Regions from separate parts of the Mus musculus genome. Here all the other regions are linked to region 1. A link is a contact called in public Hi-C data. All regions are on one chromosome and are shown on one strand. Each heading gives the region's core, a stretch centred on a gene start, on an enhancer-like site or on the middle of the called end of the contact. The rest is flanking DNA. Distances are from core to core; before and after follow the strand shown. Region 1 overlaps A930001A20Rik (RIKEN cDNA A930001A20 gene). Region 2 has its middle 38 kb from the start of Gm42000. Region 3 has its middle 44 kb from the start of Gm33819.

Region 1 (3,164 bases), core at 634-3,133:
AGATATAGTACTCCTCTATCATTTCTTACTTTTGATAAATCCTTTGGTGAAGTTCAGAACTTTTTTTTCTTAAGGTTTACTATCTATAAACCAACTCCTCTATTATTTGAACAGGTACAAACACATTTAAATCCCAGTTGTGGATAAAGTTCTGGGTCCCTATTCCTCAGGCCATTGTGAAATTAATGATTGTACACACTTGTACTTTCAGATTCTTAAGAGGCTGAGACAGTGTTTGTGTGTTTGTGTGTGTATGTATGTGTGTGTGTGTAAATGTCTGTCTACCTATAACCCATGTGTGTGTAAATGTCTGTCTATTTGTGTCTGTACCCTATGAGTGAGTGAGTGTGTGTGTTTGTATATGTGTGTGTGTGTGTGTGTGTGTGTGTGTGTGTGTGTGTGCGCGCGCGCGCGTGTGTGTATACTCTCCTCCCTAGATTGTGTTATGAAATGACTGGATTTTAGTATTAGAACTACTAGCAACTCACTAATATTCACTTTTCTCCTTTCCAAACTTTGAACAATGATACTTAGCCAACATAAATTCTTTGAAAATTAACAAAAAGGGAAGCTTTCTGTAAAATGTTCTCAGCATAAGTTATTTGTCTGACTTGTGGTCTAACTGAGGCCTGATTTTACCTGTGGTTAGAAGCAGGAGCATGTGTGGAACTTGCTACCTTGGCCAACAAAACTTTATTTTAAAGAAGGCTGAACGAAGCCTAGAAAGATGATTCAGTGATTAACAGTGATTACTATTTTACCAAAAGAGTTCAGTGCCCATGATGGTAGGTTATAGCCACTTATAACTCCAACATCTGGCATCCAATGCGCTTTTCTAATCTATTCTCGTACCACCGTACACATTCTTTACATATACACAGACACAATTTTAGAAATCATTTTTGGTAAAAAAGGTTAAAGGGCCTTCTACGATGGAGCATCTCCAATGGAAAATTCAGACATAAAGTATGTGGCAGTTCAGAAGGTTTTCAGATCCAGCTGTTGATGTAGCTCATTTTACACTCATGTTTCAGCCCAGCTCAGCCCTAAGTACCTAGGAAGAGCCTGAACAATTTGCTGATTAAAGCAAGCCTGAACGTCTGGTAAAAAATTGAGTTATTTCTTCTAAGAAGAATCTCTTTATAGCACTGATAGTGAAATGCATGGGAATTCAGTAAAATATTTAATGAAAATTAAAAAGGCATGTGGAATCTCTTGTATATTTGCTGCCTTGACAGATTAGAAAGTATTTGCTATGCTCTGTTTTCTAAGAAATTACATGCCCTTTATCACTTGTATAATTTTTTTGTTAAAACTGGTGAAAATTACAGTTCTTATTTCTTTGCCTTTGATCTTAAAGAGGCACAGAAAAGTACTGGATTTTGACTGCCACCAGAAAGTGGTTGGCCAATTACTAGTCATGAATTACTGCTGTAAGGCAGATCTCATGCAATGGAAATCTCCTCTCCTTTTTTGCAAACTGATTATCACCTACGATTAATCACCAACAATGTTTACAGCTTTGTGAACTGAGAGAAAGACAATGAACAAACCTCAACGGACAAATATCCTCTGGACAATACTGTCCTTGTTGGAAACCTTCAACACCAAACCCAAAAAGACAAAAGACAAAAGAAATCTGAACTCTGAACGCCACAATGACTGGTCACAAAATAACTTATGCAAACTAAAAGAAATTAGTGCTTATACAAAATATTGAATGAATATTAACATACGAAAAGAGAAAGGTAGCCATCTGTGTTACAGGTAGTGGTGTCCCTCCAAAATTTCTGTAGGATTTAAACTTCAAGACCTCTGACTACAGTGTTTTGGGAGATGTGCCTGTTAAAGACACCCTTAAGGAAAAATGAGAATGAGCGGGCCCTGATCCACTATGAGTGGTATCTCCTTGTAAGAAAAAGAGAATTGATCATACATACATACCTCTGGGAGACTAAGGAGGCCATAATTTGGAAGCCAGAAATCATCCACTCTGCTGATTTTGTGGTTTGGGACTTGTAGTAGCCATCACAGTGAAGATTCACTCCCATTTGTCCTATATTTATTATAACAGCCTGGTTAACAAATATAGCCCTTCACACAAAGGAATTCTCCCCGAGGATAATGCTTTAATTTTATTTCTATTTTTTATTTTATTTTACTCATTTTTGGATCTTGAGGTTGTGACAGCGGTTGTCTTCTGATTTGCAAAGCAGCTAGAAGTTCACTCATCCCCTTGTCTCATGGGAACTCATTTAGTGAAGAGAGAAATTAGTGGAGCATTGTCCTACAGTGCTTGGTGAGTAGTTGAGTGTCAGATCAAAGCCTATGGGGGGTCACATGAAGGGCAGCAGCTAAGGTTCGATGACATCCACACTCCACACTTCCTACTAGGAAAACTGGGGCACCACCTGATTAGTTGCTTGGCCAACTATTCACCTAGCAGGAAGCAGCCTGCTAAGGCTTGAAAGAAGATATTCAGGCTTTGAGTCTCACATGATTTCTGCTGTCCTATAACCGAAAGTCAGGCATATCCTCTGCAGAACTACTGTTCCTGGCTTCCTTCCTGTCCTCCCCACATCCTCCTTCAACAAGGAGATGCAAGACACCGAGCCAAATGGAAAACAACCACTGGGAAAACCAGCAACCCTAAAGGGGGAGTTTGTATTTCTGATTTTAATTTTTATGACTAGTAAGGAGAAAATGCTCAATCTCCACATGATAAAATCAAACATATTAAATTATGAATAATTGCCTTCCTCCTCTCAGCCTCCTCCCGCCCCCCACTCTCTGATATGTCCTTGAGTGAAGGAATGTGTTGTTCTACATAAAATGAGGCAATTGAAGAGACAGCTGGTGAGAATGAGGTTGGAAGAAAGTAACAATTTGCTTCTAAAATAATTGTGTGAAGGGAAAGATGTCTACTATGGGTTAATAAGATACCAATGCCCCCAGAGCTCCGTGGGACTAAACCACTAACCAAAGAAAACACATGGTGGGACTCATGGCTCTAGCAGCATATATAGCAGAGAATGGCCTAGTCAGTCATCAGTAGAAGGAGAGACCCTTGGTCCTGTGAAGGCTCTATGCCCTAGTATAGGGGAATGCCAGGACCAGGAAGTAGGAGTGGGTGTGTTGGTGAGCAGGAGGAGGGGGAAGGGGAT
Region 2 (3,043 bases), core at 234-2,733, 100 kb before region 1:
TACCAAAACGTTCACCTATGGGATAAAATGGCCTTCTGGAAACTTCTTCAAAGAGAGACAATTGGGTTGATGCATTTGGTCTAATTACAAAATATTGATCATAAGTCAGAGAAATTGGTGTGTAGTTGGCTATTCAATGTAGCTGGGATGCCATGGTGTGGGAATTAGGAGTACAATAATGTCCCCATTATCTGAAATTTTACCTTTCATGTATTCAATTATCAGCTAGCAACCATAGTCCAAAAGTAGTAAATAGAAAATTCTATAAATGGTTCTTAAGTTTAAATGATATGACAAAACTTATGCAACATTTTCTGTCTTGCAGGAGCATGAGTTGTTACTCAGTACTACTTATATACACTGTAAATCTCCTCTGACCTTGGTCCTATGCACTCTCACTTGCACCACCCCCCAATATATATATATATATATATATATATATATATATATATATATATATATACTGAAAGTCACCCTGTGATCCAGGATATGCACACTGCATTTATGCATTGCCTCTCAGTCACTTTATAGATGTCCAAGTGAGCAAACCAACTGTCACTATGCCATGGGACTTGTGTTAAAGTAATACTTGTTTATTTGGCCCTAGGGTACAAAAGTAGGAGCAGTAGTAATTCAGGTTGGCCAGAGAGAAGCCATAGAGTGCTTCCTGATATGGTGTAGAAAGTCCTCAGTGGGATATGACAATACTAATGATTCTTAAAGCCATAGAATTAAAAGTCTCCATCCAGAAAATCACGAAGAAGAATTTGTGCTAATTTTACTGTTGCATTTCAAACTGCCAGCCTTAGCTATAGCCACAGGGTGTGATGAACACTTAGTGAAGGTCTGATACTTATATGTGCATATGGAAATAAAAGAGCATGGTAGGAAGTTTCATAGCACAGATGTGGTTTAGACATTCCCTGGAAGTGTCCCAGCAATGGACAAGGGGGCTTATTGTACTAGAAGAGTTATTGGCCTGCATTGTTTTGACTTTAATCCTGACTTTCTTGTTTTCTCTGCTCTGATTCGGTGCTGGTTGCCAATGTGAAGTTTTGCAGGTTGCCATTTCAGGAAGAATTACTCTGTAACACATTTCCGTAAAGTTAGGCCCTCAGCATACTACTGTGTTTTCCAGGGTTTAGAGCTAAGGTCTAGCTGTCAGGTAGGCTGACTTCTAAGCTGGAGACTCTGGGGAAGTTTGGATTTTCAAGTCCACTGACTGTGCTGACAGACTCCTGTTGGTTGTTGCCATGTATCTGAGGTCACTTTTGTCACTTACTGTAAGTCATGACAACTGTTGTTTCTACCTTCCATATCACATGCCCTCTCACATGCTAAAAGCCAGCAGCAGCGTATGAGTCTCTTCACATGTGTAACATTCTTCTGTCTCTCCTGCTGCTAACTAGAGGAATTCACCACTTTTAAAGGGCCCTAAGTAGATCTCACCTAACTTCATGTCTTTCATTCTTCAACAACACCTGTGAAAAATTCCTTCACAGCAGTGCTGTACTTGACAGGAAGGGGTCTTCCAAGTGCCAGTGTCACTTATAATCCTGGGGTGATGTTAAGTGTACACTGGAAGGCAGGCCTGAGAATGCAATCCTGCAGAGTATACACATTCCCACATCTGTCTGGGAGGTCCTGAAGAAATTGTTACTTTTTTTAGGGAGGTAAACCTGGCTCACAGCAGCAGCACCTAAGTGACTTCATGTTGTATCCTGCAGGAAGGATACAACATCCTACATCTGTTAAGTGGGGTGAGTGAGCAAGAGATGTTTGTTCCTGGTGGAAGCCTACAGGGTAAGACCAGTGGCAGCAGAGAGGGGAGCTCTCAAGGGAAAGGACAGAATAGGAAAAGTGGGACATAGGGGCAAGAAGCAAAGACTATCCCCATTAGAATCTCCGAGAGTCTTTTTCAACATCACTTAGCCAAATTTAACCACAAACCAGTAGAACTACATTTTCAGACCTGGGTGTAAAAAGCTCTACAAGCGTTCAGACACTTAGGGGGAGAGGGGCAGTGCGGGGGCAGGGCATTTAAAACTGCAAAGCTAAAAGAAAACACAAAGTACTCCTGAAGCGGTAACCCCTAGACCATTTCTAGGGTATAGTGGGAAATAGTCCTTGGAGGCAGATCTCTTCCTGAGTTGCTTCAGTTCCCAAGGGAACAAATAGAGGTGCTTTCGGAGCTTGGCTTTCTCCAATCCATGGTATGGGAACAGGTCACCTGGGCAGGGCTTATGGGGGGAAGCAGCAGGGCCAGTAGACACAGGCTGCAGAGGGAACATGTTCCCTAGAGCTTACCCATTCCCATCTCCACCCCTCCGTTCCAATTAGTAAATCCCACCTTAAGTGTGGGCTTAAACTGAGACAGGGTTGGATAAAGGGAGAGGCACAGGCTTAAGCACATAATAGAACACAATAATTTATAACTCCATATTCAGAGATCCAACATTCTCTCTGGCTTTCACTCGCACTAGGCATGCACATGATAGGTGCGCAGACAGGCATGTAGGCAAAACACTCATATACATAAGATAAAAATAATTTTTAATGTTTTTTTAAATAGGTATTTTCTTATTTTACATTTCAAATGCTATCCCAAAAGACCCCCATACCCTCCCCCACCACCCCTCTACCCACCCACTCCCACTTCTTGGCCCTGATGTTCCCCTCTACTGAGGCATATAAAGTTTGCAAGGCCAAGGGGCCTCTCTTCCCAGTGATGGCCGATTAGGCCATCTTCTGCTACATATGCAGCTAGAGACATGAGCTCTGGGGGGTACTGTTAGTTCATATTGTTCCATCAATCTGGTTGCAGACCCCTTTAGCTCCTTGGGTACTTTCTCTAGCTCCTCCATTGGGGACCCTATGTTCAATCCAATAGCTGACTGTGAGCATCCACTTCTGTGTTTGCCAGGCACTGTCATAGCCTCACAAAAGACAACTATATCAGGGTCCTTTCAGCAAAATCTTGCTGGCGTATGCAATGGTGTCTGCGTTTGGAGGCTGATTATGGGATGGATCCCTGGGTGTGGCA
Region 3 (2,985 bases), core at 428-2,927, 120 kb before region 1:
AACTCAGTAAAAAGGATTTGGTTTGGTTTTTCTTACCAATCACATGATGACATTCAAAGGTGGAACAGCCTTCCTCTTCCGTGAAAGAAGAAAGCTCCCAGTCTGCTGGTCTTAACTGCAGTCAGTGTTTTGGGCATGAACGACTGGCATTGCCTGGGCATATGAGAAGCTTGACAAATATAATCCCATATGATACTCAGGAAGTGATGTGCGTTCACCCTGAGACACAGGAAGGCAGGATTCATTTGGTAAAAATCTGGCATTTCCCCCACTAGAAAACTGACCCCACAGATTCAGTTTTGCTTAGAAGTAGAAATTAATAAATACTTGTTATAATTAGTGTCACCTACATGTTTAATTTGAGAAACAGGATAAATAAGGTCTCAAAATATATCCTAAAAATTCTAGCCTACGTTCCAAATTAGAAGCACAGATTGAGTTAATTTGATTTTAAAAATAGATTTCAGAGCGATCAAGCCACTTATACACAATAAATAAACTATTATGTAATCTGAGAATTGAAATGTTGATTCTATGTTTTGTTCAAAGAGGATTTAGCATGGCACCCAACCATAGTTCATTCTGATTCTTTCACCTGTACTCTTAATTTTGAAAAATACTAAATTTCAAGTCTGAATGCAGACTTAAAGCCTTTAAATATTTCATTGAGATTAAAAGTTTAAATAGAAATACTACTATAAAAAGAAGTTTTCAAGATGAACATTCTTTTCACAAAAGGGTCTCTTGGTAATTACACTGTGGACATTTAAACACAGTAATTACAGTTTTCAAATGACCAGAAGTCATTACTCAAAAGCTTCTTCACCACTCAATTACTGGGTCATGAGTTTCTCTTGCGAGCCTGCACTACTCTGGCATGATTCAACTTTTGTTTGGGATGGGGGTGGGGAATAGATTCTGTTTTGTGTCAGCAGCAGCATCAAGGGGGAAAAAAAAAGGAAAGAAAAGAAAAGAAAAAAAAGACACTCTCTTTTGTGGACTCTAGAAGGGTGGGAGTGGAGGCCTCGCATTCTTTTTGTGAAATCAAGCAGGTGAGCTACTTGTGTCCGAAAAAGTGCATTTCCTGACCATTTCTTAAGGTATTATACCTATTATCACAAGACTTAAACCTATTATAAGGACTGCGCTCTGTTTTGTAATCTGGACATCATACACTGGGGTTGACTCTAAAGTTAACCGCCTTTTAAAGAGAAAGAAAGTATTTAATACCAATTCTTGTGTCATGAAAGCCACAAAACAAGTGCACTGGGATGTTAACAATACCTTATGAAAAGACCATGAACGTTCTAATCGCAGTTGTGAGACTGGTGAGCAAAAGGCAGATAATGGAGGAATGAACTGAGAGAACAGTGGGAGAAGAAGCCTTTGGTTGATGGCCCCGGAAAGGCAGCAAAAATTCAAGGAGTGGTTTCTAAATTTCTATGAAGTCAGTGTCTGCTCACCAATGGAAAAGTTTGGAACTGTTATTTTCAGCAAATCTTTCCAGACTCCCTGATATATCCTAAGATCACCTGGTGAGAACATAAAACTTCCATTCCTTACTTCCTTAATTAAAATGGAACCCAAAGAATGAGACTCCCTTTGGAATGAGCACTCACTGAGAGCTTAAGAAGGAGGTGGAACATAGCAGAAGAATTTACAGGTCTCATAGACCAGAGATGACCAGCTGCCGTCAGTCACGTTAGCCTGTGCTATGTCATCAACACAGGCTCTGTTCCAAACTTAAAACATCCCCAAGCCTGACAGAAAGGCAAACCAAGCCAATGATCTACAAACAGTTTTAGGGTTTTATGTGACTTTAAAACCCAGTGTTAGTGAAAAGAGATTGTTAACAGGTTACAATTTTTTATTGTTTCTCCAAATAGAAAGCACAAAGGATTGCTTGTCTTTTGTTCTGTTGGTGTTGCTGGACTCTGGTCTTTGCTCTATTGTTAATCTTAGTCACTAGACTTTCCATATCTAGTTACAAAAGCTCCAAGCAGCCTGTGTACAAACCAAACAAAGGGCAGAGAGGACAAAAGTTCACCCAGGAGACAGGATCAGAGCTCCAACAGAATACAGAAGTTTTTTTTCATTTTGATGGGAAAAAATCTCACAGGACAGATGACAGTCATTGTTTGCACTGTCATGAGGACAGATAGGGATATTTACAGCTTAAAATTCTTCCATTCATTTCTCCTCATAATCATCCAATCAGATCATTCAGTTCAAAGCAGAAAGATTTTACTTGGTCATGTGTGAAAGCATCATCTGATTCCCAGTAGAACTTAATACATTTGAAACATTTCCTTCCTAGTTACCATTTAATAATAAATATTAATTCATTAAATTAATAAAGTAAAACAATACTTAGATAAACATTAAAGTAATTTCATATATTAACATTGATATTAATATGGCAAGATATCTATTTTTAATAATGTAAAAAGATTACATACAGGAGTTCTAAGCAAGAGTTGGAGAGCTCTAAACAGGCTCAGTTTGGTATGGTAAGTAGCTTAAACTCTCTTCATTGTTCTTTTTGGGTAAATAATAATAAACATTCCTGTTTCAAACATGGCTTCAAGTGCATGAGGCAGCACATTTTAGAAATCATGAACATGTTAGTGTAAAGTTAGATTTGCCTGTTTCAACTGTGACTCTCCTACTTCATTAATGTATTTTTACTGTCATTTCTCAAGTATGTTTTACTGTCAACTTCCATGCAAATTGAATGATCAATAGGAAACCAAGCCATGGCTTACATTGAGTCATTCGTCCATGATTGCTGTAATTCTCATATAAAACACTTTCTAGCATCTACTTTTGTCAGGTCCCTGCTAGGATATGAAGAACAGAAAGAAATAAATCATTTTCTTTAGCTCTAGGACTTCAGGAGTATTTCCAACATTTTACTGATAGAAATAATCATATTGGTAGCTAATATGACATGTACTATATGCTTTATATGTGCCTATAGATTTC

The links. Hi-C and Micro-C count contacts between places; a contact is called where the count stands out from the background.
Region 2: a contact with region 1 is called in a Hi-C map of cortical glia, with 2.1 times the contacts expected there. The contact joins two enhancer-like sites. A contact is called at or near these places in 2 of 484 Hi-C or Micro-C datasets (cortical glia and nephron progenitors) and 3 of 115 datasets of contacts at active chromatin or transcription factors (embryonic stem cells and neural progenitor cells).
Region 3: a Hi-C map of cortical glia shows a contact between it and region 1, with 3 times the contacts expected there. The contact joins two enhancer-like sites. A contact is called at or near these places in 1 of 39 promoter capture datasets (the C10 cell line), 6 of 484 Hi-C or Micro-C datasets (brain, cortical glia, nephron progenitors and 2 more) and 5 of 115 datasets of contacts at active chromatin or transcription factors (embryonic stem cells, extraembryonic endoderm stem cells and neural progenitor cells).

What each region holds. Positions count from the first base shown.
Region 1 is chr3:14,989,175-14,992,338 of GRCm38.p6, reverse strand. All of the region lies in intron 3 of A930001A20Rik (RIKEN cDNA A930001A20 gene), which reads right to left. Among named protein-coding and RNA genes, the nearest start is that of A930001A20Rik, 20 kb to the right of the region's middle. Within about 2 kb of position 1,883, at least 23 of the 459 cell types and tissues checked have an H3K27ac peak or open chromatin away from gene starts, as enhancers often do. A contact at or near this core is called in cortical glia, where this site is marked.
Region 2 is chr3:15,092,766-15,095,808 of GRCm38.p6, reverse strand. No RefSeq gene overlaps it. Among named protein-coding and RNA genes, the nearest start is that of Gm42000, 38 kb to the right of the region's middle. Within about 2 kb of position 1,483, at least 11 of the 459 cell types and tissues checked have an H3K27ac peak or open chromatin away from gene starts, as enhancers often do. A contact at or near this core is called in cortical glia, where this site is marked.
Region 3 is chr3:15,111,368-15,114,352 of GRCm38.p6, reverse strand. No RefSeq gene overlaps it. Among named protein-coding and RNA genes, the nearest start is that of Gm33819, 44 kb to the left of the region's middle. Within about 2 kb of position 1,677, at least 26 of the 459 cell types and tissues checked have an H3K27ac peak or open chromatin away from gene starts, as enhancers often do. A contact at or near this core is called in cortical glia, where this site is marked.